Linked DNA regions of Rattus norvegicus: all the other regions are linked to region 1. A link is a contact called in public Hi-C data. All regions are on one chromosome and are shown on one strand. The core of a region is the stretch at or near the end of the contact, and the rest is flanking DNA. Distances in the headings are between cores, read along the strand shown. Region 1 overlaps Ltn1 (listerin E3 ubiquitin protein ligase 1). Region 2 has its middle 770 kb from the start of N6amt1. Region 3 has its middle 520 kb from the start of N6amt1.

Region 1 (4,469 bases), core at 1,202-3,701:
CGCATGCCTTCAATCCACGCTGTCTGAAGGCAGAGGCAGGTGGATGTCTAGACTGGTCTCCATAATGAGTTTCTTATGAGCCAAGGTTACAAGTGAGACTTGTCTCCAAAATAAAGACTTTAGCATGCTTTCGAATGACTTTATTACATTTACAGTTTGTCTTACAAGGTATGCTTTGTGCACAGAAAGTATCTAACTGTAATAGGTTTCAACACAGGAAAGCACTGTGGCGCAGTCAAATGATAAGAGCAGTAAGTGTCACCTGAATGTCTACTATGTCTTTCTTAGCACAGAGGAGTCAGAAAATAAGGTAGTTAATTTTCTATCTATTTTGAATCAAAGGTTACAACTTCTGATGAAGTAAGCAATCAAAAACAGAAGTGCTATTCATTCATCTAGGAAAAGCCAAGCCGACAGATACTAACCGTCATGCCATTGAATAGCTGTGTGCTTGTCTGTACAGAAGATATTTCTTGAAAAGAAAGAACACTGCTGACATATTTGCTTGTAAATCTATCTACAATATTGAAGACACGCTTCTCACTGCTATTCCACCATAGCCTAACCATGGCAGGCAAGTCCTTTAAAGTCATGTGATAGACTGAACATGCCAGGTGTGGGATATGATACGGCAGTGTTGCTGTTTCTGAGGAAAAAACAAATTCCAAGTTAGTGATATGTACTTCTCCCTAGAACAGCAGACTAACAGAATTACCTTAGAAAGCCACCGACATTACTCAACAATAGTGTGGTGCCTCATAAAACAGGGAAAGGCCCCAACTCCAAGAGGATTAGCACCCTCCCACACACTCAAACTGATCAAGAGGTAGGAATAAAAATCCCTGATACAGAAATGTCTCACATAACAGAACACAAATGAAATGGGATAGCTATTTTTAAAAGAGAAACACTTAAGGCTATTTTGTTTTTTTAATTATAAAAATAAGTTGCTGGGGTTGGGGATTTAGCTCAGTGGTAGAGCTCTTGCCTAGCAAGCGCAAGGCCCTGGGTTCGGTCCCCAGCTCCGAAAAAAAAGAAAAAAAGAAAAAAAAAAAAAAGTAAGTTGCTTTCTTTATTGTCTCAAAGCTCACTAAGCTGCTGGACTGAAGTCCTAGAAAAATCATCCAATCCTGGAGAGATAGCCCTGTGGTTAGGGATATTTGTTGCTCTTGCAAAGAACCTAGAGTCCCAGCACCCACATGGTCACCCACAGCTGTCTGTAATTCCAGACACCCTCTACTGGCCTCTCTGGGAAACATAGTGCAGATGCCCTCAGGCAAAACACTCATCCACATAACACTCCCATCTTCACCCCATAGAGCATCCTTGGTTAAGGATGTTTAGTTCTTCACAGTTTATACAGACAGATACACTGCATTTCTGTCTCAACTAAAACCTGAGTTTCCAGGTGAAGAACGTCAACTTCACTTTAATTTTTGTTTCACCGACTGAATCTAGATAGCTAGGTATAGTGGCACATGCCTTTAAACCCAGAAGACCAAACCGGTCTTCAGGGGTCTGAGGCCATCCTCCTCTACAATGAGTCCTGGGCAAGCGAGGGCCAGAGAGTAAAACCCTGTCTCAAAAAACAAAAATTAAAAAGAAAAACACAGCTTCTAAAGAACACAGCTTCAAACTCGAATGGAATTCTTATCTCTAAGACCCAGCTATGTGTCCTACTAGATAAATGTGGGGAAGCTTGCATTGTGGCTGAGACTTCCCACTGGGATTGTCCTCCACACCTCCAGGAAGTTTAGTACAAAGTCCCTAAGAAGGATGCACCCGTGTCACTCACTGACCTCTAATACTCAGCTGAAGCTCCTCGGTGAAGAAGGTCTTGGGGTCTTTATTTGACACCTCAATCGCCGTCTCTCCGTAAGTAGGATTTTCTGGCATAAGTCTGAACAGGTGGTAGAGTAATTTGTTCAGACTCTTGGTTTTCCGTAGGTACATTGAATACAGAGCACGAAGCTGGCGGAAAGCAAAGGATGCATTAGTAAAGGCAACTAAACCAAGACGAAAGAACAATGACCCTGAATGGATCATACAGTGCTACAGAACAATGCACTTCCAGTGGTGGAATTACACAGGAGAGGTCTGTGACGTGGTTCAGTGGCAGAACACTAACATGCTCCAACACGGTCTGAACAGACATGGATGCATGGATGGGGGGAGGGAGAGGGTGAGAGGACAGAGAGAGAGAGAGAGAGAGAGAGAGAGAGAGAGAGAGAGAGAGAGAGAGAGAGAGAACGCATTATTACAGGAGCACTCCTAGAAATGAGACCTACACCTTCTCTCTTCCCTCCTCTCTATGACATGGACTGCACCTTTCCTCCTAAGCCAGCAGTGTCCCTCCTCACTGTTAGATACAGAGTTCTAACATCTTTCTCAAATCAACTCCCTATCAGTACAGCCGACATTGGTTTGCAGCTCTATTTGAGCCAAGAATATGTAGTTGCCATTCCCCACAGATGACTAACTCGTGCCCTCCACACATTCCTTCCACACCATAGTCTTAATCTGGCAAATTCCTGAGGAAGACCAATCACATTTTCGAGGTTAACTTTACTCTGTATCAAATATTACAGCATTCTTTAAGAACAGAATGCAGGAATGAGTAGCACAAAATGTCATCAGAAGTGTTTCACCACCAATCAGAAAATTCTAAATAAAACTATGAATTTCTAGCTGCCCTTGAAATCAAGAGACTCTGGCACCATGTGAGCGAGACCCCGGAACTCTGTGTGATCCTCATGTCCTAACTACTTGCCTCTCACTAGCACGGCCTGTGTTCATCGCAGCTTTACTGCTTGGGTCTCAGCAACAGTTCCATGATGATTCCTTCCAGTGGACCACACAGCTCACAGCATAAGCTGTAAGGTCTGGAGCTGACTCTAAAGACGTGCGATAAAACCCCTCTGCAGTGGAGAAATCTAGAGACAGAACCTTTACAGCAACAACACACCAGCACAGGCCTTAGCACGCCTCCTGAGGGACCAAGTCACATGATCTATGTAAAGTACGTCTACTGACAATTAACCAGGAGAAAACAACCAGATAAAAACAAACTGCATGGCACACTACAGACACACAGGTTAACTGCTTTTGTAAAGCATCCTGATCTTACAATACACCTTCATATATAAAGGAATAAAAGTAAATACAGAAGTCAGTGAGATGGCTCACTGAGTGAGGGTGCTGGTCACACAGCCTTGTTCATACTCTCCGTGTGGACTCTACGGTTCAGTGCACACTGCATAAGCCAGTGTGTTTGTATGGACCTGTCATCTCAGGACTCAGGAGCTACAGGCAAGGGCTCAGAAGTGCAAGCACATCCTCCACTACCCAGGGACTCTGAGGCCACTCTTGGCTACATGAAACTGTCTCAAAGCATAAACAAGGGCAGAGAAATGGCTCAGTGTTAGGTGTTTGCACTGTTCTTTCAGAGGACCTCAGCTCAGTTCTCAGCATCTGTGTCAGGGACCTCATAACTACACGTAACTCTAGTTCCAGAGGCTCTGACTCCGTGGGCACCCACCACTACCACCACGTATATACCTAATTAGAAATTAGGAAAGTCCTTTAACAGTTAAAATAATAGTATTTACATGTCTGTGGCTATGTTTTCATGTGGTAATGAAATGTCTGTAATCCCAGCATTTGGAAAGACAAGTAGAAACACTGCCACACGTTAAAAACCTGTATGGGGCTAGATAAGTCCCAAGTCAGTCTGGTCACACAGTGAGACATTTAAAAGAAAAGTTGTAGAGAGGGCTGAAAAGAAGGCTCATCAGACAAGACCACTCACTGCTCTTGCAGATGACTGGACGCTGATTTCCAGGACCCATACTGGGCAGTTCACAGCCACCTGTAACTCCAGCTAAAAAGGATCTGACATCCTATACCGTCTTTTGGCCTCCAAAGGTGTCTACACTCACAATACCAAGACAAAACATGTAGACACATATTTAAAAATGAAATAAACATTTTTAAAACATTGGATCATATATCATTAGGATTAATATTGTGAAAATGGCCATCTTATCAAAAGCAATCTACAGACACAATGCAATCCCCATCAAAATCCCAACACAAACAAAAACTCAGAATAGCTCAAGTAATCCAGAATAATGAACTCCAGAAGTATCACCATCTCAGATCTGGTTGTAGAGAGCTGTAGTAATAGAAACAGCATGGTATTGGCACACACACACACACACACACACACACACACACAGGCACACGCACAACATACACACACACAGGCACACGCACAACATACACACACACACAGGCACACGCACAACACACACACACACACACACACACACACACACACACACACACACATACACACACAAAGATTATGTCAATTAGCTGATAGAACTGAAGACCCAGAAATAATTCCACACACTTATAAACACCTAATTTTTTAAAAAGCAGCCACAAATACCCTATGAAAGTTGGCA
Region 2 (4,469 bases), core at 1,385-3,884, 790 kb before region 1:
TTCTCAAATTTCTAAGAGGCACAATGTCAAACCCAACTTCTGATCCCTCTGCCTCTACCATCTTCCCATACCCTAACCCACTATTGTGATCAAGTTTTCAGATACAACAAGAACAAGAAAAAGCAAAGGAACGTTTATAAGATACATATCTAACTACATGAGTTAAGTTTAGTCTTGACAAATCAATGTTGCCTGGAGAAAAAGTATGCAATTTCCCTTGGGATAAATTTTATCAACTTCTATCATTCATACAGCAAAATGCCCCTTTAATCAATGAGCTCGCAATTCAACATGTGTGTTACTTCACATTTTTTAAACTTTCTTCGTGAGCTTCCTTCATACAATGTGCCTTGTTTATAATCACCTTCCCCTAAGCTCTTCTCAACCCCATCCCCTTCCCTGTCCACTTTATTTGGCATCCCCTTGTCCACCATCAAGGCCAAATTGCACTACATAAAATTTCTTGGATGTGCTACCTCCCACTGGAGAATGGTCAACTTATTAGAGAGAAACCTGGACTACCCTTACCCAGTAACTGAGAACAGTTCCTCCATTGCCCTGAGGAGGAAATGGGTCTATGTCTACAGATAAAGACTGAGCAATCTGTTATCTTCCTCACTTTCACCATTGTGGGTCCCTGTGTGGATCCTCATCTACTACAATCAGGAGTTTCCCAACTGTTGATTGATTAATGCCTTAATCTATTGTTATAATGATAGGTCATTAAGAGATGGTTTACTATTGTTATTTATTATCATAATAATGCTAGTTTACTCTTGCCTTCTTTTCTTATATTTTATTGACAAATATTATTTACTTACTATTTCATTGTAAACTCCACAAATATATGCAATATATTTTGGTCACGTTAACACAAATCTGATGTGCCTAAAGACCACAATGCCATAATATCCATTGTCTTACCATCTTTTTCTTATTGTCTTTTTCTCACGTACACAATGTTCTCTGGGCCTCGGGGAGGGTATAGACATCGCAGTTGTGAATAATCCTTTAACTGTCATGTATTTTCAGCACTCTGGCCAGTTATGACTCTGCAGTTACCCATTACCCACTGCAATGCATGCATCTTCATCCAAAGCAGATGGCAGCACTAAGCTCGGGGAATAAATATGTTTATTTAGAATGCCATTTGGAGGGAAAATCATGTCCACTTAGCACAAAACAACAGCAGGTTTTTTTCCTACTATAGACTTTAAACATGTCCCTAGTCCATGTTTACAGTTCCAGGCATAAGGAGCCTACTGAAAGGCTGACCTCAGATCTGATCAGAGAGAGGACAATTACCTCCTAAACAAACTTTTCAAATACTGCACCAGTGAGCTTATCAGACAATGCTACTTGTTTCTTTGGTTTCTTTCTTTGTTTCTTTCAACTGGTTTTGTTCTTCATACATCTTGGGTAGAGGTATTGAGAGCAACTCTCCTAGCAGTCTTTATAGCATCCTTTGGTACTATGAGGGCTAGACACCAAGGAAGAAAATCCCACCTCACACCCAGCTGGTGTTCTCTATATCTTATACAAATGCATATGGTGCCTAAAACACTAGGGTGTTAGTATGTGTTTCTAGTGGGCAGCCCACAGTGGCAATTGCTTATATTGTCCTGGGGTTCTCAGAGACCTCCCCATGCAACAACTTATAAACTCATAACTTCAATAATAACCCATGGCTTCAAAATTTTGAACTCAAGAAGAAGCACAAGAAAACCTGAGGAGTAAGAGAATTAAAAAGTAATATTAGAAAGCAAACATTTGAAGTCACAAACCCTAATGGGTAGATGAACCAGGTACCCAGCACACTTACCAAGCATATCTTATGTAACAATTGAGTCAAACTTCATTTTTTTTCTTTCAAGATATGTTCAAAGATCCTCATGGACCAGAGTCCCATTTTCTGTATTCCTGAAGAACTAGCAATTCTTTAGGATCAACCTTACCTCTTATTCTGTGTATGAGTTCACATTCCATTGCTAAATTATGTTTTCTAATCTGGTTCCATAACTACCTTATACAGCAGTCTCATTTATGATAGAGGCATAATTGAAGCAATCAGAGTGATTGACTGGACACCTACAATATGCCAAGAAGTCTTCTGAATGATCTATGTCGAGTGTTTCCCTGAATTTTCACAATCACTCCATTGTAGTTGTTCACAGTTACCTCAAAGTGTTATACTAGATTTACTCATTTAGTATATGGCCAAGCTAATTTTTCATCCAAATGACTCCAAGGTTCAAATCCTTAAAAATAAATCTAGGACACCTTCACTCTAGTTGTTTGGATTCACAGTTTCTTACCATATAATATTACATTGTTATACTATTGATTTGACAAACTTTCAGATTGTTTTAACCTCTGAATCTGCATTTTTTTTCAGGTTTGTGAAGTAGTATTCTATAACATGTAGGGTGAGTCTTTTATATTTGCCAGAAGTGTTTGCAAACATCAAACATAATATGAAATAAAGCATTGCTGTTCTACACCTTTAATACCAATCAGACATTTCCCCCAGACTACCTTAAATATTGACTTTACAAAACTGGCCATGATTAATGTAATAAGCAGCCAAGACAGTTTACTCTATGATCTCTGCATGACATCTAGTGGTTGAAGTTGGAATATTTAAGGAAATGACCTTGTGCCAGAAAACCCATGTTAGTTGAGAGTCCTCGGGCTCAACATAAAAGGAAGAGTGACACAGAGTTCTCTCACTTCTAAAGTCTGGTGAGAAGGAACCCTTGATCCTTTTTATTTCTCTCTCCATGTGTCAAAACACAGTAATCTGCCCTTGTGTTAAGCAATTTCTGCTCACTGGGGCCTGTGAAACTTTATTTGCCTGTAGTTGGTACTCACTTCTGATGGTTATGACTCTGGTAATCATTATCACATGCAAAAAATGAACAAATCCTTTCAGTTCTGTTTCTTCGTCTCTGTGCCACAACAAACTTTCTGTGGCTACGGAGAAGTTTTATGTAATCTGCATGCACATAATAACATTGCTGACTTTATTATTTTAGATTTTCCAAAAGTACATCTGTTTTGATCTCTCTAAAACGTTATAAACAAGAAATTTCTAAATTTTGAGTCATAACAATGTCCCTTGTTTTTTATCTTCTGATATAAGATTTGGAAAGAGCTTCCAGTAACTTTGAGTCAGCTTACATGACTGACAATACAAAGTGGCACATGACACGCTTGTGTCCAAGTAATTGGCACACTAGTGCTGTGGGAAGCAGGCAAGGACCTGAAGTCCAACAGTCAAAGACAAGGTCCCAGAGAATGAGTGACCTGAAACAAGCTGCCGCCCATGAACCTGTGCTCCTACAGAGGGACCTGACACTGCTCATCGTATCGTCTTCTGGTTCCTTCATCCATACAACAGAAGACCACATTACCACAGTTTCATGTGATGAAGATCACCCTAGCATGTGTAAAATTAAGAGTCATTCTAACTATAAGTGCAGAAAGAAGTATTTAGATCAAAAGTTGTCCCTGAGTATGCACAAAGGAATGCAGGCCAGCAGAGAAAATAAGTGACAACCAAAGTTTATTTCTTACATCATAACACACTGAAGAGAATCTGAAAAGCACTCATAAACGTTTTCTGCATCAATCTGGCAATTACCATAAATCCTACTTTTAAAAATTTTACCGTCAGAGCTCTTTTCTGGAGTTTTTTTTAAAGAACTTTTAATGTAAGTATGTCTGATCCAGTGAATATATGTACACCATGTGTTTGCAGGAGTCTTCGGAGGGAAGAAGAGAACCTTGGATCCTCTGGAGTCAGAGTTGGCATGGGTGCTAGGAACCAAATCCACTGAGTCCTCAGCAAGGGTATAAGTGCTCTTAACCCCTGAACCATCTCTCCAGATTCCTACCTGAACTTGCAGGGTCATGAGATGTATTATATTTATTTTCTTTGTGGTTGTTATGTGGAGCTCATGCCTTGACAAACATGAGGAGGCCAGAGGACAACTCGTTCCAGTTGGGTCTCTCTCTTTCCACCCTGTGAGCCCAGTTTTCAGAATCAAGTTTTATCAGTCTTGGCAGCAAGAATCATCTCGCCATGGCTAAACACCATATTTTCAGGTTCTGTTATTCCTAAATATTCTTTTGTACTGTGACGTAAGCAAAATTATGCATCATGTTTCCTGAATTCATGCTTATTTTAATATAAACAAAAACCAACACTGTGATATTACCGGAATCTCAGTAACTTTGCAATGGGGGAAAAAGTAAGCAATAATTATTTAGAATTTCAAAGTCTATTGTTCAAGATTATGATATCAGCAAACCTGAAATTCGCCTCTGGGATAAAGAGTAAAAGAAGCAATCACTCTGCAAAGGCTCAAAGAGGACTTTTGTTGAAGAGGTGGGTTTCCCGTGGTCTTTGAAGTGGGTTCTTGTTAAATCTAGGGACCTTGTGATGAATGAACTAGAAGAGAGATTGC
Region 3 (4,469 bases), core at 1,222-3,721, 550 kb before region 1:
TTCTCGTGCCTGCCACTGGGGATTTTGTTAGATACTTTGTCAGAAATGCAATAGTCCTGTTAACGGCATCTAAGTATATCAATCTGCTACCAAACATTTGTCTTTTCATAAGCATTCACAATGGAAGATGAATGGCAGTTGTTTATAGCCATTCAACAGCAGGAGTTATTTTTTTCCAAGTTTTACTCACCTTTAGGTACCTTTTCTGACAAGCTTTACAATTCCACCCAAGTAAATATTTTATAGTGTAGCAGGGCTTCATAAATACTTTTATTACTCTAACCCTTTCAGATAAATTTAAGTAAACATTCTTATGCTGGGCCTATAGAAATAATCAAGACTGACCTCAGGTTGCGTATTTTTATACACTGTCAACTTGAGTGCACGGCCTTCACGATGGTATTTCCCCCAGCCATAGGTATTACATTTGCTTCATTATAGAGGTTTAATTTATTATAGAAAAGCTGATATTAACCCGCACGTAAAATCTCGAGTGAAGTGGTGCTCCAAATGATGTCTGTTAAAAATCTGAATGTTAAAACAGTTTCAAACGTTTTAAGAACCTCATTGTAACAAGCAGATTTGCTGCTAAATCACAAGAATAATTAAGAGACTACTAGTGACTTACAAAAGATATAGTGAAACAATAGTAAAAGTTGCTAAAAGTTCTACTTTTTTCTGTAAGGTGAAAACCAGCACAATAGGATTACTCTAATGTGTATTCTTTGCTCACTCCACAAAACTCGGAGAGCATGTAGCATGTCTCCAACTGTTCTTAGTTCATGATAGCTACTTTTTAGCAACTTGTCTAAACGTTGAGTACACTAAGAGTCAAATGGTTCTGAAAAGTCATTCTGCCACCTTGCGTTGATTCTGTATTGTCAGGGCAGCTTTGTGCTTCTGGGAAAATCACCAGAAATTTTCTGCCAACAGGAAAACCGTAACTCTGAATCAGAATTCTAGAATCATCCTGGGCTCGTTCCCCCTTCCCCCCCATTCTGTATTATTATTTCCAAGTTTTCACGAGCCAATCACAGATACTTGTAGCTCAATTGATCCTTATGCCAGAGTAAGGATTCGTTTCTCAGTGTTTTTATGAAGATTTTGAAAGACAAACAACAAAACTTTAATTGAAACCATATGTGACTCTGTAAAAAAAAAGTTTTCTTACATATTCTTAATCGAATGACTAATTGATACATGAAAGCATACATACTGTATTTTGCCACATTTTAATAAAATAAAAACAAAGGAAAAGCAAGATAATATTTTTAAATCTTTTGTGTAACTGGTGAAAAACCAGTGTGTGTGTGTGTGTGTGTGTGTGTGTGTGTGTGTGTGTGTGTGTGTGTGTTGAACTCAGAAAATTAGGAAAAGCAAAACTCCAAACTTCCCTAAAATAGAAGAAAAAGTAAAATAACCCAATAATAACAATAGATTGCCACGAACCTAGTTGACCATCACCACCTAGCACCACAATCCTACTGCACTTGTGAGAACACAATATGTACCCCCAAGGTTGACTCGGGGCATCTTCACAACAGTTGACCTCACTTTCTTTAGTCACATCTTTCCTTGATATTCGGGCTGCTGGACTTTTTGTATCATTCTGTTCCCTACTACTGAATCTTGAAGGTCGTGGAAGAAATACATCAGAAATGTATAGATATGGCAGTTGGGGTGGTAAGGAGAAGGTGGTTATTGTACTAGTCAGACTCTTAAAGGGCCCACTCCCTCTGCTTCCACAAGGACTTTTAACTTACCACAAAGCAACTGATTTTGTGACTACATCCTTCTGAGGAAATGGCCAATGTGAACGGTGTGCTACTGCCATCTTGTGTCCAAGAAGAGCCCCTCTGTTCCTGTGGAGTGCTAGTTGGAGTGAAAAATTGAGAAAAGTTCTGAAACTAGCCTTCGAGCTTCTGCAGTAGCATTTAGGAGGGAGACCTCCACTTCAGGCTGTGGTCCCCATGAAGAAGCAGTTAAACTCCAGAACACATGACATTCTTGAAGTCACCACTGTGTCCATGATTTAACCTGTTCCCCATGGACTTTTACTCTGAGACGATTCTTTTACAGTTTCAAGCAGAAATTGGAAGTCAGAGAAAGTGACAGACGAAGGCAAGAGAATATCACTAATCATTAGAAACTACATGGAATTTTCAAATTTTAGAGCCATAACATTTTCTCTAAGTTTTAGTGCATTATTCACCCAATAAAGTCAACGCTTCAAAAACTTTCTGCTTGGGGTGCTTAGATTTAGAAAAAAGCTTAAAGCCATAAACACTTTTAAAATGCTTTGATTCGTTACATGAAATCAAAAGTATTTTCGGCATGTTGTTAAATGTCAGGCATGTTGCTGAGGGGATTTCCCTATTGTACATAAATATTCAAAAGGTGACTTTAGTTCTTAGCTATTCTCAAAATCTAAGCAGCGTAAGAACAGTCACGGATATTAGAAAGAGCATCGGAATGTCCCAGCGTTAATCTGCCAACCCAGCATGAACTTTCGGTATCCTCGAAATGCTAAGTACATGAGAGAGAATTCCTCCACTCTGGAGAAATAAACGTGTCCCAAATCTCAGTAGAGAGACAAAGTATTACACTACTCTGTCACTCAGTACTGAGTCCACAAAATTATATCAGCTATAGAAGCAACACCAGATATTATGGAGTGTGTCCAGTCATACCGTGAATTCTGTGCCTGAAGGTTTCTGAGGTAATCTTTTGGCAGAAAAGGGATTTTGAGAACTGGTCTTGGCTTTGCATTTGAGATCACGGACTGTGATAGGTGTTTTCAGGGCAGGCACCGCCCACTGCTAGATACATCTGCCTGGCTGCAAGCTGCTCGTCTTCAGAGGGAGAACTGGGTCTCTATTATCATCACTTCCATTATCTGAATCAATCTATTCTTGCTTTTAGATTTTGATCCTACAGTCAGTCTCCTATTAGACAGGCTTTGCCAACACATCCATACAATGTGATGTTAATATAAAATGGAGCTTCTGATAATACAAAATGAGCGGATTTCCAGGCTAACCGTGACCCATTGATCCTTCCCCTAACAAACACGTCTGAGGTCAGGGCCCTTGTACCTGTGCAAGTCCTTGCCAGTAAGAAGGCTAACAGGCTGAGCCGGCATAGACGTTAGGCTGCATTGTTCTAGGCTTGCCCATCTGATATTCCTGACTCAAAGGAAGAGCTGCAGGAACTGATATAATTTTGGAGAGCCGTACTTCCTTCCACTTCATGGTTCTTGACCAATGAAAACAAAGCAGCACCGCCACCACCAGATTTGCTTAGAAATCATTAAAACAGACTAAGTATATAAAACTTTTCTTGCGGACATTACCAGCACATTACCCCCCAACAAGTCTACCCATCTCTGTGAAGTCAGTAAATCTCCTGCAGCACTCAGATGTCGACAGTGGATTCCATTACTTTTTTTTTTTGATATTTTTTATTTACATTTCAAATGTTATGCCCTTTCCCAATTTCCCGTCCACAAGCCCCCTATCGCATTCCCCTCCTCATTCTTTTATAAGGGTGTTCCCCTCCCCAATCACCCCCTTCCTGCCTCCCTGCCCTGACATTCCCCTATACTGGGCGGTTCCAGCCATGGCAGGACCAAAGGCTTCTCCTCCCATTGGTGCCCAACAAGGTCATCTTCTGCTGTATATGCAGCTGGAGCCATGGGTCTGTCCATGAGTGCTCCTTGGGTAGTGGTTTAGTCCCTGGAAACTCTGGTTGGTTGGTATTGTTGTTCTTATGGGGTTATAAGCCCCTTCAGCTCCTTCAATCCTTTCTCTAACTCCTCCCATTCTCAATTCAGTGGTTTGCTGCTAGCATTCACCTCTGTATTTGTCACGCTCTGGCTGAGCCTCTCAGGAGACGCCATATCAGGCTCCTGTCAGCATGCACGTCTTGGTTTCATCAATATTGTCTGGTTTTGGTGGCTGTATGTGTATGGGCTGGATCCCCAGGTGGGGCAGACTCTGAATGGCCATTCCTTCAATCTGTGATCCAAACTTTGTACCCATATCTCCTACTATGAGTATTTTCCCCCTTTTAACAAAGACTGAAGCATCCACACTTTGGTTGTCCTACTTTCTTGAGCTTCCTGTGGTCTGTGGATTGTATCTTGGATAATTCGAGCTTTGGGGCTAATATCCACTTATCAGTGACTGCATAATTGCACACCCTGTGTTTTGTTCTGTGATTGGATTTCCTCATTCAGGATTCCATTACTTTGGAAGCTTTAAAAATGCAGCCATGGTTTATTATACTGACATTGAAATGCCCCATATTGCTGCATGATCTTCAAGAACAGAATTTAGAAGTGTTAGATATTCCTTTAGAACTTTTAGACCCAAAGTTTCTCTCTCTCTCTCTCTCTCTCTCTCTCTCTCTCTCTCTCTCTCTCTCTCTCTCTCTTTTTAACACACACACAAATACTTTCCTATCTATGA

What was found. Hi-C and Micro-C count contacts between places; a contact is called where the count stands out from the background.
Region 2: a contact with region 1 is called in a Hi-C map of the A7r5 cell line, with 10 times the contacts expected there. The contact joins two enhancer-like sites. A contact is called at or near these places in 3 of 12 Hi-C or Micro-C datasets (the A7r5 cell line, the Rat2 cell line and Schwann cells).
Region 3: a contact with region 1 is called in a Hi-C map of the A7r5 cell line, with 6 times the contacts expected there. The contact joins two enhancer-like sites. A contact is called at or near these places in 3 of 12 Hi-C or Micro-C datasets (the A7r5 cell line, the Rat2 cell line and Schwann cells).

What each region holds. Positions count from the first base shown.
Region 1 is chr11:40,095,855-40,100,323 of GRCr8, forward strand. Ltn1 (listerin E3 ubiquitin protein ligase 1) reads right to left here. Exons shown (of 30, transcript NM_001024235.2): 26 at 1,800-1,971; 27 at 426-646. Among named protein-coding and RNA genes, the nearest start is that of N6amt1, 27 kb to the left of the region's middle. Within about 2 kb of position 2,452, at least 11 of the 93 cell types and tissues checked have an H3K27ac peak or open chromatin away from gene starts, as enhancers often do.
Region 2 is chr11:39,303,542-39,308,010 of GRCr8, forward strand. No RefSeq gene overlaps it. Among named protein-coding and RNA genes, the nearest start is that of N6amt1, 770 kb to the right of the region's middle. Within about 2 kb of position 2,635, at least 6 of the 93 cell types and tissues checked have an H3K27ac peak or open chromatin away from gene starts, as enhancers often do.
Region 3 is chr11:39,548,165-39,552,633 of GRCr8, forward strand. No RefSeq gene overlaps it. Among named protein-coding and RNA genes, the nearest start is that of N6amt1, 520 kb to the right of the region's middle. Within about 2 kb of position 2,472, at least 9 of the 93 cell types and tissues checked have an H3K27ac peak or open chromatin away from gene starts, as enhancers often do.